2 separate regions of the Hordeum vulgare genome follow, and region 2 is linked to region 1. The links are chromatin contacts, called in public Hi-C maps. All regions are on one chromosome and are shown on one strand. The core of a region is the stretch at or near the end of the contact, and the rest is flanking DNA. Distances in the headings are between cores, read along the strand shown. Region 1 has its middle 37 kb from the start of LOC123410590. Region 2 has its middle 96 kb from the start of LOC123410879.

Evidence for each region. Hi-C and Micro-C count contacts between places; a contact is called where the count stands out from the background.
Region 2: a Hi-C map of leaf shows a contact between it and region 1, with 6 times the contacts expected there. The contact joins two enhancer-like sites. A contact is called at or near these places in 5 of 6 Hi-C or Micro-C datasets (leaf, seedling and an unstated tissue).

Annotation. Positions count from the first base shown.
Region 1 is chr7H:557,005,307-557,013,207 of MorexV3_pseudomolecules_assembly, forward strand. No RefSeq gene overlaps it. Among protein-coding and RNA genes, the nearest start is that of LOC123410590, 37 kb to the right of the region's middle. Within about 2 kb of position 4,390, at least 2 of the 3 cell types and tissues checked have open chromatin away from gene starts, as enhancers often do. A contact at or near this core is called in leaf, where this site is marked.
Region 2 is chr7H:557,205,121-557,213,021 of MorexV3_pseudomolecules_assembly, forward strand. No RefSeq gene overlaps it. Among protein-coding and RNA genes, the nearest start is that of LOC123410879, 96 kb to the right of the region's middle. Within about 2 kb of position 3,706, at least 3 of the 3 cell types and tissues checked have open chromatin away from gene starts, as enhancers often do. A contact at or near this core is called in leaf, where this site is marked.

The sequences.
Region 1 (7,901 bases), core at 3,140-5,639:
CGTTTTATCTCTTAAACCGTGAGTTTAAATGTTGAACCGTTTTCACCATTGGGTTTCTCGTGTCAAGATCTTCGAAACTGGATCCCATGTTGATAGGTTTTGACGAACATTTTCTTACAAAAAAAAACAAAGAGATAAACCATGCCTCTCGCGATAGAAGAAAAACAGAAAACACGTTTTCTTTCGTTTATGAGAGACACGGTCATGCCTCTCGTGAAGACAACATCGTGCCTCTTGCGAAAGAAAAAAAACATGCCTCTCCCGAAATAACACGCTTTTTCCGTGCCACGCGCTTTTCCGTTTCCAAGTGGCACGATCGTGCCTCTCAGGAAAGCAAAACCATGCCTCTTACGGAAGCAAAAAACATGTCTCCCATAAATAGAACAGAAAACCAGTTCTTCTTTTCGTTTTCGAGTGGCATGGTCGTGCCTCTCACGGAAGGAAAACTATGCCTTTCGAAAAAACAAAAAACGCGTTTTTCCCGTTTTCAAGAGGCACGGTTGTGCCTCTCGCGGAAACAAAACATTGCCTCTTGCAGAAAAAATAGAAAGTGTGTTGTTTCACACAAATTTTATTTTTAATTTTTTTCGTTCAATAGCTAAGAAAGTCCAGTGAAAACCGAAATACCAAAAAACCTGGAAAAAACAATCTAAAAAGCCGAAAACGCTCAATGTGTGACACGTGGTGATGGCTGAAAACGCAGCAAGTGGCGGCGCGTGGAAATGATCGTTGGAAGGCTCCCGAAGGAGTGCTCCCCAACTAGTTGCTCTCGAAACTCCCTCGGTACACTTGCCGCTAACTGCTTCCGTCCGCTTCTTGTGTGCCAATGGGTAGGCCGACCACCTGGTTGCATGTGGGTTGGCCCACTAATCTACGGGCACGGCTATATCTCACTCGACACGACTAATTTGTGGGTTGGTCGGGTGGTTCGTGTTTTTATACTTTCCGAAACATACATGTATATGAACAATGTATGAAGAACATATATTTTTTTGAATGTATATATATAATGTGTATAAAGAACATGTTTCTCATGTATATGAACAATGTATAAATCAAATACAATGTGTGTGAAAATAATTAACCATGTATTGAAAAATAATTAATGAATCATTCAAAAAAATATTTGAAGAATGTCAATAAAGTATTTGAAAAATGTCAAATGTGTATAGAAAGAATGTTGACCATCTATTAAAAATAATTATCTTGTATTTGAGAAAATATTAATGAAGTATTTTAAAAATGTGAAAAATATTTGGAAGAAATATTGACAATGTATTCAAAAATTATTCTTGCATCCGAAAAATGTGCAAAGGAAAAATATTGACTGTGTACTAAAAACATCAACATTGTATTGGAAAAATATTAAGTATTAGAAAATGTATGGCATAAAAAATGTATAATGTGTATGGAAAAAGGAAGACACAAACAAATATAAATTTAAACAAAAATTCCATACCCAAAATGTTAAATGTGTATATAACAAATGTGTCTGATGTATAAAAAAATGTCGAATGTGTATTAAAAACCGAGTAAGCCCAAAAAAACAGGGAAAATAAGCAAGAAAAGACAATGATAACCGAGAAAGGAGGAAAAAACTGAAAAAAAGAAATATAGAAAAGTAAAGAATTAAAAGAAACAAAGAAAAATAAAGAAATGAAAACCTGTGCAAAAGAATGGAAAACTGTGACATTGAGAAATAAACAAAGAAAAAATGGAAGAAAATCAAGAAAGAAACAATGAAAACCTGAGAAAAAAACTAAGAAAGACAATAAAAACCATTGAAGACAAAAAAAATCCAGTGAAACAGTAAAGAAAGGAAGAAATTGGATGAAAAAAACAAAAACAAAAACGAAAAAATAAGAAAGAAGCAAATATAATTAAGGAAATGAGATAAAACTAAATTAAACAAAAGAAAGACGTAGAAATAAAGTGAACGAGAAAGCGATGCATGCGAGCAGACTAATAGATAAAGGGTCGGTCTGTTACTATAGCAATCTATGAAAAGTTTACTTGAGTGGAGCTGACATCTTGCAGTAAGTGAGATATAGCTCCTGCATTAATCTGCCGCTCCTTGTGGGAGATAGGAGGTCCTGACATGAAAAATGATTTTGAAGGCCGACCTCCATGAAGGCGTCCATTTGCATTTTTTTAATTCATCAAAATTTATATTTCCACTATTTTGATAATTTTAAAAAATAGTTATATTTATGAAGGCATAATGCATATGTGTGTAAAGAACGAAATATGTTGAAATGATGGTTGTGCAAAAAAGAAATATGGGGCTTTTTAGCACATCATACTATTCCTTCTCAAAGTTCATGAATTCTGTTTTTTGTACAGGTCACATTTCAGTGTGTTTCGTCCTGATTTTCTACACATGTATACATTTCATCTTTGTATATTTGATTTCTTGAGGGCTTCATGGAGCCTGTTCACCAAAACGACTAACTCCTCTCTGCAGGTCAACCCATGTAACCAAGTGACAAGAAATCCTATACAGGGTTGAGCGTTATAGGGTTAACAGTACACACACCCTTGTCCGCGCGGGCCGGATCACATTCCTTTTTTCTGTTTTAAAGACACAAAATACTGCACGTGTGCGGTTATGTTCAATGTTCGCTGCCATAACAAACCAGCCACCTGCACTTACGTGTTTACTTATAGCTTTTTCCTCCTTTTCCTTTTCCTTTTTATTTTTTTTTCTTTTTTGCTGCAAAGGTTTCGTTCGTGTTTCTTTATTTTCTTTTTCGGCTATACTGTTTTCAAATACATTAATTTATTTTCAAATTCGTAAACTTTTTTCAAAATTGATGAGCGTTTTAAAATTCAATATACCTTTTTCAAATTCGATGAAGTTTTTCAATTTCAGTAAAGCTTCTTCAAAATCAATGAAATTTTTCTCAAAATTGATGAAGTTTCTTCAGGATGGATAAACGTTTTTGATTTTATGGATTTGTTTTCAAATTAAATGAATTTTATTGAAAATTGATGATTGTTTTTAAAAAACTGGTGAATTTTTTTAAATTTGATGAACTTTAAAAAAAATCAATGAACCATTTTTTCAAGTTCGTGATTTTTTCCAAAATCCTCAAGAACATTTTAAAATTCATGAACTTTTTTCAGGTTTTTTGTTTTTTAAGGAATCAATGGTTGACTGGTTAACATTCGTCCAGCCAACCAGGTGGAGCGAGCAAGCGATTTTTGCGTCCCGTTTGAATCGATCAAGTTGAGTTGGGCTGGCAGGCCAGAGCCACCCTTCGAGCGCCAGAACTCTAAACCGTCGCTGAGAGCGCCGGTTAGGAGGTGTCCCAAGTGTCGTCCACTCGGATGGGCCTAGCCAAGATCACACTTAGGAGGTGTTTGGTTGATCAAGAGGTAACGCAAACGCAAAGGGAAAGAGGTGCCGCCGGAATCAGAGATGTAACAGCACAATCACTGTTTTGTTTGGCCCCTACCCGGATCGTTTTCAGTTTACTTGACAGCGTTTGGCTTGGCACTATAACTTGAAATCTATGTACAGAACATGTTCTTCACCAACACTGCAACGATTTGGAGAGGATCGTGGAGTCGTCCAGGCTAAGGGATGGTCCTCTTGTCGTCCTTGCGTCCATCCTTGTCAGCGTCGACGAGGCTACTCATCGAGATCCAGGTCGTGGAACGAGCCGTGGCGGCCCGCATGGCGAGAGATGGTGGCGCTGGCCGGTGGCACGGACGAGACGGAGGGGATCGTTAGCAGGCGTAGTGATTGTAAGGAGGCAGAGGAACGGCGGGGCGGACTGACGGCCGGCTATGGACGAGGAGGCGGAGGGGTCGTGGGGAGCAAGTGAAGGGGATCCGACTGGTAAGGCAATATGATGTCGGTGGGGGACGAGCGGTATCAAGGATAAACATGATGGGACTCGTTTACGATGGTAGTCGATTACGATGCAGCGTTACCAAACGCACGCAGTGTTTTGGGATTACGCTGTAATCGGGTGACGGACTAAAATCATCCAACCGAACACCTCCTTAGAGGCAGGTCGACATGCTGGCGAAGAAGGCACCGGTTAGAGCTGCATGAACCCCTAAAAATAAGCTACTTCCTCTTCTTTTAATATATTTTTATTATAATCTGCATATAAAATAAAATAAGTAAATTTATATTTAAAATATGCCTACAATCATCCGTATGTAGTCTTTAATGCAATTTGTATAAAAAATTATATTTAAAAATGAAGGGAGTAAAAAAGGAAATGAAATCCCTTCATGCCGCACAATGATGGAGGCCCCCGGCCTCAGATGTTTTCTGGTCGAGTTAATGAGCTCGTGGATCACTTCCACCGTCGCTGGTCAGCACGGTGCGTTGCCCAAGGAGGAGTGAGGCTTCCCCGGCCTGTCTTTCCATCGCCAGCGACGCGAGCACTGTTCTGGGCCTCACGATCTTTGCCCGCGTCGCCTGAGACCGGTCTGACGCGCGGCGCGTTAAAAATGTGTTTACAGCGTGTTGATTGTTTGTTTTGCCGCGGCGAAAAGCGTTAGTTTCAGCGTAACTTCAACAGACGCGCTAAAATGCAGCGCGCGCTCTCGCACAAACAACATATACGTTTCAAACACAAGCAGAATGATCAAACACAAACAAAATAAATAAAAAAATAGTTCAATTTCGTTATTACAACTCAAACAGATAGTTTATCTTTTAATAGAACAAACAGTTCAACAATACAACAAATAGTTCAATAATACAACATCAAACGCACAAATCATGATGCTCTTTGTCGGCTATTTCATACCCATCACTCCTCAATGAGATCTTTCTGAAGATCATCATATGTTTCGACACATCAAATGGCATGATAGAAGGCAACAAAACGGATCACCCTTTCAGCCCTCCGCCGCACTCGCACGGGATGTCCCAAGAGCTCATAGTGAAAGTAGTCTAAATTTTGGCCATGCTCATTCTCGATGATCATGTTGTGCATGATCACACAAGCGTGCATGATGTACCAAAGCATCTTTTGATCCAAAAATCTAGTCGGTCCTCTCGCAATAGCAAATTGGCTTGCAAAATCTCTAAAGCTCTCTCCACATCTTTTCTAGCCGCGGCCTGAGCATTGTGGAAATCAAGATTTTTCTTACCTTTTGGTTTTTTCAACGGCTTCACAAATGTTTGCCACATTGGGTAGATGTCATCCGCAAGATAGTAGACATAGTTATATGTACGACCATTTGCTACAAACTGCACCGGTGACGGTTCACCATTTGCAATCTTATTCATCAGTGGTGACCGGTTGACAACGTTGATGTCATTCAAAGATCCAGGCATTCCAAAAAGGCATGCCAAATACAAGTCTCTTGATCGGCCATCGCTTCAAGGATTATAGTGGAACCCTTTTTTTGTTGTGAAATTGCCCATGCCATGCCTTACGACAATTCTTCCGACTCCAATGCATGCAATATATTGAGCCAATCATAGTTGGGAAGCCGCGAGCTTTGTTCATCTCCAATAGCCTTGCGGCGTCTTCAACATTGGGAGATCTCAAATACTCTTGCCAAACACTTGCACAATTTCAACTGCAAAGCGCTTGACACGCATGATGGCTTGACTCTCAGCCATGGCCAAGTGATCATCAACTAAACCAGCGGGGATACCGTATGCCAACATTCGCAAAGCGGCTGTCACCTTCTGAAAGGTGCTACGCCCGAGCTCTCCGACGGCATTCCTCCTTTGCTGAAAAAATTGGTCATGACTCGCTAGTTTCTCTGCAATGCGTGTGAACAACTCGGTGCTCATCCTAAACCGGCGCCGGAAGTACGACTCGGGGTACAGGGGATTATCCGCAAAATAGTGCTTGATCAATCTGTTGTGGTCATCGATCCTATCCCTCCAAATTTTCTACCGACCCATAACCGAACCACCGTGCTTCGGTTTTTACTGATGTGCATAGCTAGGATCATTGCAAGAGCCTCCTCCTCTTCCATATCAAATTCTTCTTCGGAAGAATCATATGACGAACTCATCTACAATGTTCAATTTAAACTAGGCTATAAAAACTACAAACAACATGCACCAAATTCATGTAAAAAATGTGAAGTTTCGTCGAACACCTTGCGGGCGCCGGGCGGTCAGACGCTGGTCGTCGAAGGACTGCCGCGTGCGAGGGGCGGCGATGACTAGAGGAAGACGGAGGAAGCAGCGGCGGCGCGGGGATAGGCCGGGGAAGCGCCGGAACGGTCGCCGAAAGAAATGGAGTGACGCAGACGGCGACGGCGCCAGCACGTGTATGAGGTAGGTGGAGCTGCGAGCGAACGCTCGAGTGTCGAGCCCACGAAACGGGCGTAGCAAATAAATGACGCACGATGACGTTTCGACCCCCGCGCTAAACTAGTTATGCCCCGCGTGCGGTTTTTACGCCTTCACTAAAACGCCCAAAGTGGTAACGCGCGCAAAAAACATTAATTTTACAGCGCGGCGTTTATATAGCACGTCAATTTTACAGCGCGGCGTTTATATAGCACGTCTGTTAAAGTTGGTCCGACTGCCGGTACGACGCACAATCTGTCGTTCAATAAAGTTCGTGGCCAACCTAAATATAAGACACATGGCTTTTGAGTTTAAAGCAGTTTTAAGATTAAGACATGAAGCATTTTCAGCATTGTCTGCAGGTGCAGCTTGCAGACAGATATACAAAGCCACTTGTTGCTGAGATGCTCCCTCTTTCATCTGATGCTCAAAGCTGCGGGCACGTCCATGATTTTGCCTCCGCTGCTAATCGGTCTAGTAATACCACCAAATGGTGCTCCTGGCCGAATGGGGTTTATGGTTTACCAGGCCTATCATGTCAACTAATGTACTACAAGTACTCATGATGACCATTTCTGTATAATCCAAATGAGCTTGGCTGCGGCACAGCCTTTGCGCGTTCGACAGACAGACGAGACGGCAGCGACAGGCGGCGGAGACGAAAAGTTCACTTTTGTCCACTCTACACGCTTGTGCGCAGCGTGCAGCCATGCATCGGTCATGCCGTGCATTGTTTATCTCGTGGCCGACTAGCACGCACGCACGCACGCATATACAATGGCCAGGCCGGCAGCAGGTGGATCGACTCGACCGAGTTCAGAAGTATCTACTGGATATCTCTTCTTTCGAAAATTGACCCCTCTGTTTTTTATGTTTAGATAAGATATTGATGTACAGGAGCGATCGACAGCTCATGCACATCTAGGTTTTAGCTAGGTGCATATTCTGGAATTGGCATACGAGCTGTCGATCCGCAGCTCGTTTCCAGATCCTAGAGTCTAGTATACAGTAATCCTTAGAACAGTATACTTGCTCTGCTGTATAATTATATCAGATCCTTCGAAAAGCCTTGAAGCTTTCGCTTCATCACCAACTCTAAAGCCACGCGATCTTAAATGGATGCCCGTTTGATTCGAATTTGATCCGTTTAGGATGAAAAACCAGACACGGATGTTCGAACCGGGCCGGCCTCGCGGCGAGGCACCCAACGCATGACACCCACCTCAACTTGTATGTGGTGGCAGTAGAAAAAAAGCATGTAAAAATTAAAACGAGACATTGTAAAATAGCTGAAAACATAAAACAACTTATTTAAAAGTCCGCCGTCCTCATGGCCCAACCACACTACTTAGTTGAAATTAACAAAAAACAAAAGCAAAAAATGCATCTGCCCCGCGCGCCGCAGAAGCGCTCGTCGTTCCCGACGATGCGGTCGGAGCCGCCATCTTCACGCGCTACCATCCTCGTCGTCGCTCGGCAGGTTGATGTAGGGTGAGGGCAACCAGAGGTGCAGCGGCGACACTTGATTGGGCCGGCCGCCTATTATGCAGGCGGTGAGGGCCGGGAGGGGGGGGGGGGGGTTAACCACGACGCTCATGCATGCTCCTTCGCGGGCTCC
Region 2 (7,901 bases), core at 2,456-4,955, 200 kb after region 1:
ATGTGGATGAAATGATGATTCCATGCCAAGTTTCAACATTTTCAGAGTTCATTATAGTTCTTTTCAATTTCAGGGTCATTTAGCTCAACATAGCAAATAAAGTTAGAAAGGGTTAACTCTGGCTTGGTTAACCTTAGTTGTGATTCTGGCGGGGACGGTGCTAGCAAATGTAGTCGACGGGTATGATTGGACTCTTGGCTAAAGGGGGATTCTGAAATTTTCAAACTCTACCCTCCCTCGACCGTCTTTTTTAGTTTTGTAGAAAAAAAACCAAAATGCTAAAATCTTCAAAAAATAAAATCCTTTGAGATGTAGTTAGGTTTTAGTGCCTAGTTGGTATGCAAATTTTGAGATATGAATTTTGACCGTTTCTTCAAAAAAGGGAAAAATGTAAAACGGCCATAACTTTTGCATACGACGTCAAAAAAAAGTTTAATATATAAAAAAAACTAGAGAAAATTGGGAATCGATTTCACCGGGGCTTGCCCAGTGAAGTTTTCTCAGATGCTCAAAATTCCAAATGTAAAAAAAGTTATGGCAAAAAGAAGTTTTTTCCACAAAATAAGAAAAAATAATTTTATTTAAAATCTTTAGGTTGTTTTCATTGAAATTCACTATTATTATTACTTATTTTTGTTTATTTTAAGAATTGTTAGAATTCAAAAAATTAAATCATGTGACATGACATCAAACCCTAGGTTGTTTAGGATTGATAGCTTACTATTGTCAGGAGAACAACAAGTGCAGACTTGGCAACTAGGGGCGATAGAACCAGGAAGTTAAGCGTGCTCGGGCTGAAGCAGTGAAAGGATGGGTGACCGGCCGAGAAGTTAGATGATTTGAAATGAGTAATCTATGCTAGAGCACTGAGGATGGGTGATTAGAGATTAAATTGTCAAATAAATCAAAGATTTAAAACTTGAAATGAAACATAAAAACAAATCAAAGAATATTCAAAAATAAAATTTGAAAAATAAATAAAAAAGGTACCTTTTTGGGTCAAATAAACAGACGGATCCTTTAGTCCCGGTCCGTGTTAAGACCCGGGACTAAAGGGCGCCCACGTAGAGAACCTTTGGTCCCAGCTTGGAACAGAGCCGGGACTAAAGGTTAGGCCTTTAGTCCTGCCCCTTTAGTCCCGGTTGGTGAACCGGGACTAAAGCCCCTTACGGGCTGGGACTATAGGCCCTATCCCCAGTAGTGCACGACGACTCTAGGTCGGAGCACGCGTTTGTCTATGGCGGCTTACCATTGAGCAGGCACATGCGCACTTCAACGCCAGCATGACGAAAGAGCAGCTGACGTTGGCGCCTAGGTCGGTGCTTTGCCAGGCGTAGGAGGAGCAGTGGTACAACCTCTTTCTCCTCGATTAACACTAGATAGCATAGGGCCAACCCTACAGCGAGCGCGCGGTGACAAACCGTGGCGGCCATGCCTGCGGTGACAAACCGTGGCGGCCATGCCTGCGGTGAACCCCAAGTTCTTTGCCGAGCAGTGTACACTCACGGCCCCGCTCGTAACCCGATAGCAGCGCACGCCGATATGAAGAAAGCGCGGGAGACTGAGGAAGCAAAGCCGCCAACGAACTAAGTTCATGACCACCAGTAGGATGACAAGCATGCCGCCTCGTCCCCATCCATCGTGGACCTCACGTCCACCGGTGACGGATATATCGCGGACTCTGACGAGGAGGAGTAGTGCATGGGAGGTGTAGGGGTCTCAAAACCCAACTGGATCAGTCTGTCTCCCATGTCTATTCTACCTTGCCGGCAACCGCACCTTCGCTTCACTAGTATCTTCATCGTCGCTCATGGAGGCTGCAATATGCACCCGGTGACCGTAAGATTGGAACAATAAGGACATGGAAGACCACCGTCGTCGTAGGCTAGGTTTTGATATGTATGTTTTTCCTAACAAAAAATACAAAAATATAACGAACATGCTTTGGCTTATATGAAAATCATCCAATTTGTAGAAATTTCAACCGTTTTATTGAAAAACATTTTGAAATGTATGCGGCCAGGGCTGAATAGTCGGCTCCTGCATCAGTGTTCGTAGACTGATACCCATCGGTCCGCATCAGTGTTCACGACCTAATACCCACCTCTCCACTGTTTCACCGATCCGCATACAGATGCAGTGTCCGATTTGATGTTAGTGTTGGAGATGATCTAATAGCCTTTTAAAGCATTTCTAGCATACCCTGTATAAAGTCGCCCCGCAAAAGTCGTTTGCAGGTCGCAGAATATCCTTTTATACGGGCCTGTTTTGTGGGGTCTGTTCGGCCGCCGCCCACGCCGGCCCGTAAAATCTATTATTTGCATTACATTTTCACGGATGAAAACACATTTAGTTGCTTCTTTATTTTTTCAAAGGCATTGGTACAACATAATTCACCAAATCTTTGGTAAAACATCAATACCAAAGAAAATAAAAACCACAATTAGACATTTTAGAAGATATCCAACTTTCATAACTACTCCCACTAGTTGGATCAACATCTTCTCCATGCATTCATTGTTGACCTGTGGGTTCTTCAACTTGCACTCTTCATTCTTTGGCTTTGATTCTAAAGAATTAGACGTCACTTCCCGTCTAATTTCTTTTGTAATTGCACATGCAGCTGCATCGTTAGACTCAATTATACTAAGCAGTGCACGAACATCTATTAAGTTTCTTTCTATCAATAGATCGATGTATTCTTCTTCCCAATACCAAAATGAGCATCCACCTTCCTACACAGATGAATACCTCAATAAGCTACCATAATTTAACCAAATCAGTTGACAAAGCCGAAGAGGAAGAAGAGCATACCCCGTCATTTTTACATTTGAAGAATACCCATCCGAGGTGCTGCCGTGTGTTGGATGTGAGCAGCAACACTGTTTCTAGACAGTCATCGCACTGTATGAGCGGCATCGGCAAGCCGGCGAGCCGCTGCGCGACCACCGAGCCCGGGCGATGGTCGGAAGAGTCCTTGTCGGCAATCCGACGCCGGCGACTAGAGGATGAACCAGTACCTGCATGTGGTCCTCGAGCTTTTTCGGGGCTGTGCGGGGTGCTCCCCGATCCATCCATGGCTGTGACGCAGCCGCCGGTGGTCGGAAAAACCAAATTTGATGGTCGCGACAAAACAGCCGCCGATCTGTAGCTTTCCGGTGAGCCGAGCCACGATGGCGTGGGGTAGGTCGATCTAGGGTCTGCGGCGGCCCACCGGCGTGATCTCGGCGGCTGGTGTTGCCGGAATCGAAGACGGCGCCCGGCGGCGTGGGTGGGGGAAAAGTGCGGGTGAAATGTCCCACCAACCAACCGCTTCTAGATACATACAGGGCATCGACGGGTCGGGGGGGGGGGGGACCTGCGTTTTCGCGGGTTGGAATGGGCATTTCGCCGCACCCCGCAAATTTTGTTTTAAGGATCGGTCGCGGTTACGGGGTCTAGTCTGCAGCGTTTTCCACCCCGATCTATATTTTGATGGTTATTTTTTTGATTCGGTCCTTTTACAGGGTCTGCTATAGATGCTCTTGAACTTTTTCAAGGAATATTCTATTCTATTTTCATGATGTACATGTAGACATATGGTCACATGACTTATTCTAAGTCTACGGTTTTAGTCCACACGAACGACAAGCCGTATTAATTAGAGTATATGTGTGTATACTCCTAAAATAACCAGGTCATGGCCAAGGACAAACGTATATGTTGCGGGCCTGTGGCTGCTGTTGCTGACCAACAGGAAGATGCGGCTAGTAAATTTATGCCAGCCGGGCTACCACTGGATCGTAAGACGGAGGCCAATTGAGTCATGCCAGCTCGGTATTCATGGGATCCACAAGCTATTATTCCACCATCGTTTCGCCCAGATACAAATGACACCTTTTGGACAGCAACCGCTCGCGCGTGGCCACTCGCCTAACATGTCGCCCCGGCTCGTTTGCGTTTGCAACCACATCTCGGAAGAAAGGTACGTATACGCGTGCTACGTTGATATTTGTGGTGCTTGCCCTCCGAGGCTCCAACTCCAACCAACCACGACAGATCGATGCAACACGAGAGATTATCAGGAGAGATCACCCTAAGAAAAGAAAAACGAAAAGATAATGTCCACACTTGTGAGCCTTTTGTAACTCGCTCACACGCGTGGATCGTCGTTCATGCGTGTTTGCACGAATTTTGGTAATTTTTGACAGATTTTTTGTGACACGTAGAAGGGGACTCGGGTGTGGATGTTTATCAGTTTCACGCACGTAGGCCTCGCGGCTCCCAACCCTACGTGTGGTGGAATTGACGTCGCGCCCACATGCCCGCACGCGTGTGAGTTGCAATGTCTTTTCGCTGTTACATGACAACTGACTGGAACTGTTGTCGCACGGCCACACACGTGTAAGTTGCCATGTCTTTTTCAATGTTACATGACAACTGAGTGAAACTATCGTCGCGCGCCCACGCGACTGTCAGTTGCCATGTCTTTCTACCGTTACATGGCAATGCAGTTGTTCATATATGACGTTGCAGTTGAGCAACCATGGCAACTGTAGTTGTTCATACATGACAACTCCAGTTAAAGAAACAGTCGCCACGGTTCAGCAAACATGACAACTGTCACGCAGGGCACGCGGGACCGCGAGGTGGCACGCCGGACGTGCGGGACGTGAGGCAGGAGGTCGGACGTATGTGTGTTAGCTTCTTTGCCCACACGTAGGCGTGCGGTCTGTTTCTCTTACACACCATACGGGACGTGTGGTAAGACCCCCTTAACGCCCACATGTGTGGGCAATATCAGGACCCAAAACAAAAACAGGAGAGATCTCGATCGATCGCTCACCGCATAAATCGCAAAAGCTGAATTCATGTACGTGGTACACGTATGAAGAATGAGTAACTAAGGATTAGGTTGGCTCCCGCCTCGTCAAGCGTTAGAGCATCTACACCGCTACATGCAATGGACGGCGAGCCGGACCGGTGTCCACCCCTCCTCCCCCCCAGGAGGCGTCCGTTGGGCTGCCGAGCTTTCGAGCGATTTTACGTGGATCCACGCCATCAAACCGATGTGGTGGGCATGCGAGGGCGCCCCCATAGCCGCCCCATACTTAGGATGAATATGAGGGGTGCCGATCAGCCCGGACGTTTGAAATCCATTTAGGGAGCCCGTATGGCTTCCTTTTTTTGATCGATCACTGACCGGACGGCCTACCCGGGCATTTGACACGGGTTTGAGAGGTCTGACTATAGATACTCTCACGCTTGCCTTCTAAGGTCATCTTACCCTTTTTGTGGGGAGACTAGTACAGAATCTTACATTAGATGTGCATCTTCTGGCCAAGGCCGGAGATCCACAGCACGACGAGGTCACGTGGGACGATTCTGTGGCGGCGACAAAAGTACTACCAGCCACGTCCAAGCACCATCTGCCCCTGAAAGTATTGGACCTGAACCCAAAACTTGCACCACTTGTTCGTTGAGAACCTAACAATGTGCGAGAGCTTGACCGCCAGCCACTCCTTCATCACATCCACGAACTTGGGAGGGATGAGGAGCATGGCGAGATCCTCCATGTCCTTGATCTGCACGTAGAAGCGCAGCGACTCTTAGGACCCCTCCTTGTGCCCTGTCCTAGGAGCTCGTCCCCTTGAACGTGGAAGGCTCATGAAGGCAACCCTGCTAAGAAGGTTCACCCTCTTGAGCCAGTGGTTCGAGGGGATGAAGTCCTCGGCGCCCTCGGTGCCATCCACGACATGGGCTCCTCCTCTGGTCCTATCCCACACCGTCGTCGTCACCTTTTCAGGTAAGATGACATGTGTTAGTAACAGGGCCTTGGGATCGTACACTGATTAATGGCACTAGCCTATGAGCAGGTGTCACTGAGTGGCACTTGCTCTTGGGGACAACCACTGACCAATGCACTTTCCAAAACATCATGCCCATGATCTAAAGCTAGCGGTGCAAGTTGTGACCACTTCCACATTTGGCATGATGCTACATTGATACTAGTACCTCAATGAGAAAGCACAACGGTCCTACCTACCATGAATACCATGAACGTAACAAAATCATGCAACTTACCCTACCTATGGCAGCACCAATCTACCTTCAACATCAAACACAAACACAAACTCTGCATATGAACAACATGAACTTGAAGCTTGAACACACATTGATATGCTAACTACAATGTGTTGGGGAACGTTGCATGGGAAACAAAAAAATTCCTACGCACACGCAAGACCTATCATGGTGATGATCATCTACAAGAGGGGAGATCGGATCCACATACCCTTGTAGATCGCTAAGTGGGAAGCATTAAGAAACGCGGTTGATGTACTCGAACGTCTTCGCGATCCGAATCGCAAGTGTCCCATGAACTCCATCCCGATCTAGTACCGAACGGACGACACCTCCGAGTTCAGCACACGTACAACTCGATGACGATCTACGCCTTCTTAATCCAGCAAGAGAGACGAAGAGGTAGCTGAATTCTACGGCAGCACAACAGTGTGGCGGTGATGGTGGTGTATCTACTCTGGCAGGGCTTTGTCGTGTCGTACCGAACTAGCTAGGGGGTGTCACGAAGTGGTGGAGGGAGAGAGGGTTGCACTATGGCTTGGCGTGCCAAAAGCCTCTCTCACCTTCACTATATATAGTGGGAGGGAGGGCTGGCGCCCTAGGAAAAATCCCCAGGGTTCGGCCGGCGCAAGAGGAGAGGGAGGACTCCTCCTCCAACATAACTTGGAAGCTGGAGTCCTCCTTCCCCAATTCGGTTTGCCCACCTCTCCTTTCCTTTTCTACTTATTCGGCCGAAGTGGCCCTTCTTGGGCTGGCCACCCCCCCTAAGGGCTAGTGCGCCACCCTTAGGCCTCTTTGATTCTCTCCCGGGTGGGTGGCCCCTCCCGGTGGAACTCGGGAACCCATTCGTCACTCCCGGTACTTTATCGGTAATGCCCGAAAACCTTCTGGAAGCCAAATGGATACTTCCTATATATCAATCTTCGTCTCCGGACCATTTCGGAAACCCTCGTGACATCCGGGACTCCAAATAACATTCGGTTACCAACATAAATAATTCAACTATACTGAAACGTCAGCGAACCTTAAGTGTGCACACCGTGCGGGTTCGAGAACTATGTACACATGACTGAGACACTCTTCGGTCAATATCCAAGAGCGGGACCTAGAAGCCCATATTGGTTCCTACATATTCTATGAAGATCTTATCGGTTGGACCTCTATGTCAAGGATTCAGTTAATCCCGTGTAACATTCCCTTTGTCCTTTGCTATGTTACTTGCCCGAGATTCGATCGTTGGTATCTCCATACCTATTTCAATCTCGTTACCGCCAAGTCTCTTTACTCGTTACATAATACAAGTGTTGGGTTACGTAGCATAAATTCAAAAAATTTCCTGCGCATATTCAGATCTTCCTATGGAGAGACCAGCAACGAGAGAGGGGTGAGTGCATCTTCATACCTTTGAAGATCGCTAAGCGGAAGCGTTACTAGAACGCGGTTGATGGAGTCGTACTCGCGGCGATTCAGATTGCGGTGTGACTCCGATCTAGCGCCGAAATACGACACCTCCGCGTTCAACACAGGTGCAGCCCAGTGACGTCTTCCGCACCTTGATCCAGGAAGGAGGAGGGAGAGGTTGGGGAAGAACTCCAGCAGCACGACGGCATGGTGTCGATGGAGAGACGAGGTCACCCGGCAGGGCTTCGCCAAGCACCGACACAGAGGAGGAGAAAGAAGGGCAGGGCTGCGCCGAGGGAGAGGCAAAAGTCTGTCGCCCAATGGCCAAAAGTGCCCACTATATATAGGGGGAGGGAGGGGTTGCGCCCCCTTGAGGGTCTCCCTCTCCTGGGGGGGGCAGCCCTAGATGGGGCTGGTGCGGTGGCCAAGGGGGGGAG